Regions from separate parts of the Mus musculus genome. Here region 2 is linked to region 1. The links are chromatin contacts, called in public promoter capture Hi-C maps. All regions are on one chromosome and are shown on one strand. Each heading gives the region's core, a stretch centred on a gene start, on an enhancer-like site or on the middle of the called end of the contact. The rest is flanking DNA. Distances are from core to core; before and after follow the strand shown.

What was found. Promoter capture Hi-C pulls out the DNA fragments that hold promoters and counts their contacts.
Region 2: a contact with region 1 is called in a promoter capture Hi-C map of liver, with 2.9 times the contacts expected there. The contact joins the enhancer-like site here to the promoter of Galr2 in region 1. A contact is called at or near these places in 5 of 39 promoter capture datasets (cranial neural crest, hematopoietic stem and progenitor cells, liver and 2 more), 2 of 115 datasets of contacts at active chromatin or transcription factors (both in embryonic stem cells) and 3 of 9 other capture datasets (adipose tissue, embryonic stem cells and liver).

The regions. Positions count from the first base shown.
Region 1 is chr11:116,279,155-116,282,966 of GRCm38.p6, reverse strand. Galr2 (galanin receptor 2) reads right to left here and starts at 2,028. Exons shown (of 2, transcript NM_010254.4): 1 at 1,117-2,028; 2 at 1-56. The coding sequence starts at 1,481.
Region 2 is chr11:116,549,099-116,552,910 of GRCm38.p6, reverse strand. The region is part of intron 1 of Ube2o (ubiquitin-conjugating enzyme E2O); the gene reads left to right. Among named protein-coding and RNA genes, the nearest start is that of Sphk1, 19 kb to the right of the region's middle. Within about 2 kb of position 1,945, at least 60 of the 459 cell types and tissues checked have an H3K27ac peak or open chromatin away from gene starts, as enhancers often do. A contact at or near this core is called in adipose tissue and liver, where this site is marked.

The DNA of each region.
Region 1 (3,812 bases), core at 779-3,278:
CGTTTCGAGGTGTGCGCAACTCTCGGGAGTGCAGCGGGTAGCGGATGGCCAGATACCTGAGTGGACAGTGGGGCGGGGGGGACGACGACGACAGGTAAGCGAAAGGATTCACTAATTCACTGCTAGACCATTACCAACCCTGAGAATGTGGCCACTGACCTACCACGCGAAAGGGCATCCCCAAACCACCGAAAACTAAAAGTTGTAGAATATGCCAGGACTTCTGGGGGCAGTGATTATTATCCTCTTGTGACAACCGAGGGAGACAGATCTCTAATGCCTGAGGCTCTCTGACAGACAACCCGGAGAAGACTTGGGTAGAGCAAGGAAATCCCTGAAGAAAGCTGAAGTTTTGTGCGTCCCACCAGCGGACTCAGAACCCACATGTTGCACTCAGTGGAAAGCAGAGAATGAGGATCTCCGCCTCTCTTCACCGCTCTACTGTGGGAAGGGCCAAGTGATGCGAAGGGGCAGGGAACTAATGACATCCTTCCCAGGACCTGTTTCTAGTGTCTTTTCCAGTCACGAGTCCTTCAGAGCATTCTGGAAGTTTCTCTTTCTGGGTCCTTTAGCTAGGGAAGGAACATCAAACCGCAGGCGTCTCCGGGCGGGGAGCCTTGGCCTGGAAGGCTTTAGACGTCCGCTAGGAGCCCTCACTCCCGCTGCCTTGGACTTCAGCATGGGTCTATCCAAAGTACAGCTCAGTCCTAAGCCTAAAGCCGGACAACGCTCCAGGTGCTGAGCTTGGGGCCAAGAAGCAAATGCCTCTCTGCAGCTCTCAATTAGCATTTGAATACTGGCAAGTTACTTTGCAAGCCAACTCTGGTCTGAGTACTGCAATGTTTCTGAGAGACTTTTAGCTCAAGCAACAATAACGTAAAGACCCCAGAAATCCGATTTCTCCAGCCTTCGAGGTCTGAGGACCGACTTAATCAAGGGACACTCTTAGTCACGGAGTCTTAGTCCCCTTTCCCCTTGCGTTTCACGGCCTCGGGCCACTTTGTAATTTTAGTGTTCTCCCCGACTACGCATCCCTTCTGGATCCTTGCGTGGCGACTCCAGTGCAAGCTCCTACCTGGGTACCCAGTTCTCAGACACCACAGAATGTTCACTCACCTGTCCAGCGAGACAGCGGCCAGCGTGAAGCTGCTGGCGTGCATAGTGAGGAAGATGAGGAAATGAACGGCCTTGCAGAGCAGTGAGCCAAACACCCAATCGTCCAGGGTATAGATGGTGGCCTGGAAAGGCACGCAGCACAGGATGAAACACAGGTCGGCCACACCCAGGTTGAGGATGAATAGGTTCGTGGTGCTGACCGCCTGGCCGCCGCGCAGCAGCACCGCCAGCACCAGCGCGTTGCCCACAGCGCCCACGAGGAAGATGAGCGCGAAAAATAGGGGTACGAGGACCGCCTCGGGCTGCCAGCCGCCGCCACCTTCCTGGCTCGAGTCCTCCGCCCCCTGGCTGTCCGAGCCATTCATGGTATCACCAAAGCAGACGCCGCCCTGGCTCCCGCAGCCGTCCGGGTCTTGGTGAGCGCGTAGCTCCCTGGCTGCAGCGCCCCAGCAAGACTGTCGAGCTCCAAGAGCCAGAGCAGGGGTGCGCGGGGGACGGGAGGAGGAGCGAGCACCCAGAGTATAGGATGGTACCCCGCTCCGGCCTGCAGCCGAGAGAGGAGCTGTCGAATGACCCTGACTCCATTTGGCTCCCGCGCTCAAGTCCTGGGACCCGCTCTGCTTTAGACTTGAGTCGGTCACTAGCGAGTCACACTGTTCCTGGATTGGTGGAGGGAGCAGGGTGCGTGTGGGACATGGGGCGCCTTTAAGAGATCCATCCCATTCTTGGAATGAGGGGGCTGACACAGATTACTGGCCCTGTGGTTGGTCACCCCTCAACGCCCCCTTCCCCCAAACACAAAGTGTTATGGCCAGCCATATTTCTAGGCCTCTCCCATTTCTAAATCCTTGGAATACCTCAGCCTGCCACACAAGGAACTCCAGAGACCAACCCAGAAGAGGCAGAAAGGAGGGCGGTTTTTTTTTTTTTTCCTCCTTGTTTTGAGACTGGGTGTTCCTGTGGAGCCAAACTAGCCCAGACTCACCCTTTTGCATTAGCTTCTGTGGTACTGGGACTTTAGCCATGCGCCACTATGTCCGGCCAGAATGGAAATTTTCATCTTTTTTTTTTTTTCATCTGCTAAGTATTTTCCCTCCCTCTTAACCCAGAAGTTCGCTGAATATGTACTAGTATCACCTTGTCTGTGACCCTCTCTTCCCTTGTCTGGGATGGAATGGTCTGGAAACACTGCCTCAAAGAGGTGTGAGGTAAGAAATACTAGAAGGGTTGGAGCAAGGCTCAGCGGTTAAGAGCACTTGCTGCTCATGCAGAGGACCCAGGTTCGGTTTTCAGCACCCACATGGCAGCTCTCACAGCTGCTTGTAACTCCAGTTCCAGGAGATCTGGTACCCTCTTCTGCTCCATGGGCTCCTGAATAAATATGATGCACATACACTCACAAAGACCCATGTGCGCATGCACGCGCGCGCGCGCGCACACACACACACACACACACACACACACTGAACAAATAAATCAAATATAGGGAGATGTAAGACTAGAAACCAGTTTATTAATGGATCAAATCTATTAAAGCATTCAATCTTTATTTAAAAGGGGGTGGTGGTGGTGAAAGATGGTTCAGCAGTTAAGAGCACTGACTGCTCTTCCAGAGGTCCTGAGTTCAATTCCCAGCAACCACATGGTGGCTCACAACTAGCTGTAATGGGATCCAATGCCCTCTTCTGGTGTGTCTGAAGACAAAGACAGTGTACTCATATAAAATAACTAAATAAATCTTTTTTAAAAATTCAGTTCTTGGCCATAAATATTCTTTTCCTAAAACTGGGCTTTGTTGACCCAGACATGGAATAACAGCACTCTGAGGACTGAAATGGGAGAATTGCAAGTTCAAAGCCACCCTGGATTGCAGAGTGAGTTGCAGGCTAGCCTGAGCCACCAGTGAAATCCTGTCTTAAGAGGACTGGGATGTTCCAGGTGTGGTGGTGCACACCTTTAACCCCAATCCCCAGGATGCAGGCAGGAGGGTCAATATCTGTGAGTTGGAGGCCAGCTTGAGCTACAAAGAAAGGCATTATCAAAAATAAAAATAAAGAAAAAAGAATGTGATAATAGTTGTCATCATATGTGTGTCCCCTGGGGATTGAATCCAGGGCCTCAGGCATGCTTGGTAAACACTCTGCCACCAAGTCATATCCTTATTGCAGAAAAACATAATTTAGCTAGATGTGATATATATATATATATATATATATATATATATATATATATATATATATATAGTGTCAGCTACTTAGGCATCCAAGGCAGAGGACCATTTGAGTCCAGAAGTTCAAAGCCAGCCCAAATAAAACAATGAGACACTGTTAAAAAGAAAACAAGAGGGCTGGTGAGATGGCTCAGTGGGTAAGAGCACCCGACTGCTCTTCCGAAGGTCCAGAGTTCAAATCCCAGCAACCACATGGTGGCTCACAACCATCTGTAATGAGATCTGACTCCCTCTTCTGGTGTCTGAAGACAGCTACAGTGTACTTACATATAATAAATAAATAAATCTTTAAAAAAAAAAAAAAAAAGAAAAGAAAACAAGAAAACTAAACCCAAAACCCACAACCAAACATCTGAACTTAGGTATAATGGCGAGGAAACAGCCCACTATCGGGGGTTGGGGGTGGAGGGAGATACAGAAAGAGGGAGCAGGAAGGAAAGATGCCCTACTGTAGGAATGTGGTGGG
Region 2 (3,812 bases), core at 696-3,195, 270 kb before region 1:
GCTTTCTGATCTTGCATGCTAGCCTGGCATAGTGTCCCCTTCAGGAAGTGGCTGGAGTCCTGGCCTGTCTCTATGTGGCCTAGCTCTGTCGGGTTGGAGCAGAGGAGCAAAAACAGGGTCCACTGCAAACTGTCTGTGTCTCCACTCATTCCTCTTCCAGGGATGCAGTGAGGGCAGACAGTTTATCAAGCTTCAGTGGGTGAGGCCTGGCTGGTGCTGGGTGCTCCTGCTCCCATGTAAATGAAAGACCTGGTCGTGGATACACCCCTGGGGAATACGGAGAGATGGAGATTTATTGCTCTGAGATTGAAGCCTGGCCACACCTCCCGTCTTGACCTTCACTGGTGTGGCTGGTGGCTCCTGCTCTCCAGACATATATGCTTAGGCCCATTAAAGCCTTTCCTGTGAGGACTGGAGAGCTGAGGACCCAAGTTTTGTTCCCAGTGTTGATGTCATGTGGCTTACAGTTGCCTGTAACTATAGCTCCAGGGACTCTGTGGACACTGCACTCATGTGCACATGCCCACACACAGATGTACTAGATGCACAGAATTAGAAATAAGATGTTTAAATAACTCTCCCTGTGGCCTTCTGGCAGCTCCTCCTTGGGTGAGGAGCCTGTTACCTGCAACTGTCTTACTTTAGCTTCCTTCTGTTTTCAGACACTTAGTCTTGGAAGTTTTTATACAGGAATTTTTTAGTGCATCTGATTGACCATGGCCAGTTTAATGAATGGGCTTCTAGACTGGAAGCAGGACAGCTCAGGTGCAAGAGCAGGCCAGGGAGGCAGTTCCAGGAGGTGGCCTTGTTAGCAGATGGGCCTCTAGAAGCCCAAACCAGTTGATGACAGTGCCTGCTCACTCTACAGCAAGCCTTCTCCCCGAACTGCAGCCCTTCCCTCTGCCCCTGCCTCATCGCTATACAGTTGTATGTGGAGGCCAGAGGTCAGGATCGGTTTCCTCATGTCATTCTCCATTTTGTTTATTATTATTTTATGTGTATGGTTGTTTTGCTTATGTGTATATGTGTGCACCACTTACATATAATGCCTAGCCCAGGAAGCCAAAGATGATATTGGATGCCCTGGAGCTGGAGTTACCAATGGTTGTGAGCTGCCGTGTGAGTGCTGGGGAGTCCCAATAATTGTTTAAAAGTAAAATAGGCTGGAGAAGTGGCTGAGCTGGTGAGAGTGACAGCTGCCCTCCAGAGGACCTAAATTTGGTTCCCAGCACCCATGTCAGGGAGTTCACAACTGTTTCTAACTCCACTTTCAAGTGATTGAACACTCTTCTGCCCTCCAGGGTACTGCACACATGTGTGCACAGATACACAGAAAGGAAGGGGAGGGAGGGCGAGCATAGCTTTAATTCCAGCTCTCAAGAGCCAGGGCTGGCCTAGTCTAAATAGTGAGTTGCAGGCCAGCCAGAGCTATACAGTAGACCCTCTCACGCGGGGGTGGGGGTGGGGGGATTCAGTAGAGGTAGTGGAGATGACCTTTGACCCACCTTGTTTCTAGATGTCCTAAGCAGCCAGGAGTTCCTTGGCCTAGACACTGTTGATAATGCTGTCCAGTCATTGTGACAGGAGCTTTCCTGTGTGTCTAGGGAGGGGAGAGGACAAAGTGGCTCTAGCTGAAAACCACAGAGCCACTGCCTTCCCTTCCCAGGCAGGTGACCCCAATGTGTTGCCTTGGCTCAGGCCCCCAGGTTCTCCTCCTTTGCTCAGGGTTCCTCTCCTAAGGCCTGAGTAACTTCTCTGTCCCTTTTAAATCCTGCCAGCCTCATCTAGAAGGCTGGCATTATCTAGGAAGCTCACTGCCTTATTCAGCCAGGTACGTGGTCAGAGTGGCCCCTTTAGAACCCGGGTTGCGTTGTTTATAACTCTGAGCACAGCCTGGCCTGCGTCTGCCCTAGAACTGGGGCTGGAGCCAGGCAGAGCAGAGGCTAGTGTTGTCTGAGCTTAGACGCCATCAGTGTTGTCTGAGCTCCCCTCCTCCACAGTCTGGCCCTGGGTTGTTTTCAGAGGAGGCAACAGAGACTGCCTCTTGCCCTGTTCCATGCCATTACATGACCAGTGTTTATTTCACGTAGCCCATGACTTCCCCCCAGGCTATTTTGGAATAGCTTCTTTCCTGCTATTCCAAAACTTAGGTTCACCGATGCTTTCCAGGAAATGCTAGTTTACAACTGGCTGGTAAACTCGGAGTTGCTGAACTTTTTTTTTTCTTTTTAATTTTTAATGATAAGAAACAAAAATATACCTAAAAGCATAGCTTGTGGAAAAACCATTTGTTCTCTCCTGTCTTGTATTGTTCTTCCAACTGACCTTGGCCTCCCCAGCCTTGCGTTTCAGAGCTGAGTCTCTAAAGACATCCTTCTTGACAACCGTTCCCTCTGAGAGGCTATCCAGAGCACCTGTAGGCATGAGGTGGTTACAGTTATAAACGTTCATAAAGAACTTGATCTTGGAGTTTTTGGCAATCTTCTTTTTACCTCCATTTCACACGTCCTGTATGAGCTTGTTCTGATCAGGCTGTCCATGTGGATCCTCCCCCCTCCCCTGGCAGTACCTGGACCTGACAGAGGCCATCGGGTTGTGTGCAGACGCAGCTCAAGGCTCTCGTCAAGGCCGCGCTACTCTCTGCTTTCTGCGATGACTTAGGCCCCCTAATTGGTGGTGGTTTGACGTCTAAGCTAAGAAGGCAGTTGAGGTGAAGCTGAGGGTGGGGCAGGCACAAAGTGTCTTCACATTACTAGAAAAGGGAGCTGGCCTCTCCACCTTCCCTTCAGTGCCTTGAAGCTAGCCTTTCTGGACCTCAGCCTGTGTCCCTGTGGACAGGGAGTCAAGCAAGTATGGATGTAGTGGCTGTATGTGCCTGTGTGCGTGCACGCAGGCGCCAATGCTTTCTTTGTGGCTTCAATCCTGTCATGGGTCCCAGAGTTGGCTGCTGAGATACCATGTGTACTTGGAAGCAGCAGGCTGACACCAGTCACAGTGTTGTCTGTGGAACAGGTCCTGGGTCCCTGTGGCAGTTTATGTTTCCTGCTTAGCGGTGTACAGCCTACCTAGAGCTTGTGTGGGTTGTCCTTAGCAAAGCTTCAGTGACCTTGTACTTGCTTTTCAGCACTTCTGTCCTGCTCCTCTCTCTGCCAGTCACCTTTCGCAGCAGAGAGGCCGGCTGAGGTTACTGAGAGTCGGGGAGAGTCGGGGAGAGCCCTTCCTGGTGTGTGCCTGTCCGTCTCTGAGCAGGGGAGAGAGATGTAGCAACCACTTACAGGTTGTCCAAGAATGACAGAACAATCCCGATTTGGAGATACAAGAACAGAGAAGACAAAACAGCCTAGCAGAGAAGCAGCTCTTTCTGGGCCACAGAGGCCGCCCAGCAGCAGGAGGTGGCAGTTCTGGGGGTTCAGTTGGGTCAGGACAGGGTCTGCACTGCCACAGATAAGGAGCAGGATGCAGCTGGGCAGGCAGAATAGCCAGATTAGAAGGGTTGTGTCTAGTGACAGCTGGCTTCAGTGCCATGCCAGTCCTCCAACCACTCCTGAGCACCCATGAGCCAAGGTCAGAGGGTAGACCCTCAGAGAAGGATTTGACTCATCATAATGTTGGTTTTTGTAGGATGAGCTAACCTTGTGTGGTGTGACTATGCTTCCCAGTGCACAAGACTATCTCCAGTGTGTATGCTGGTGGGTGTGGGGGTGGGGGGCTACAGATAAAACCATCCTTTGTCTGCCTTTGGTGGGATGTACCTGGGTGGAATGCGTTCCACCTCAGATGTCTGTTTCCAGGCCTCTCATTCATGTTTTTTT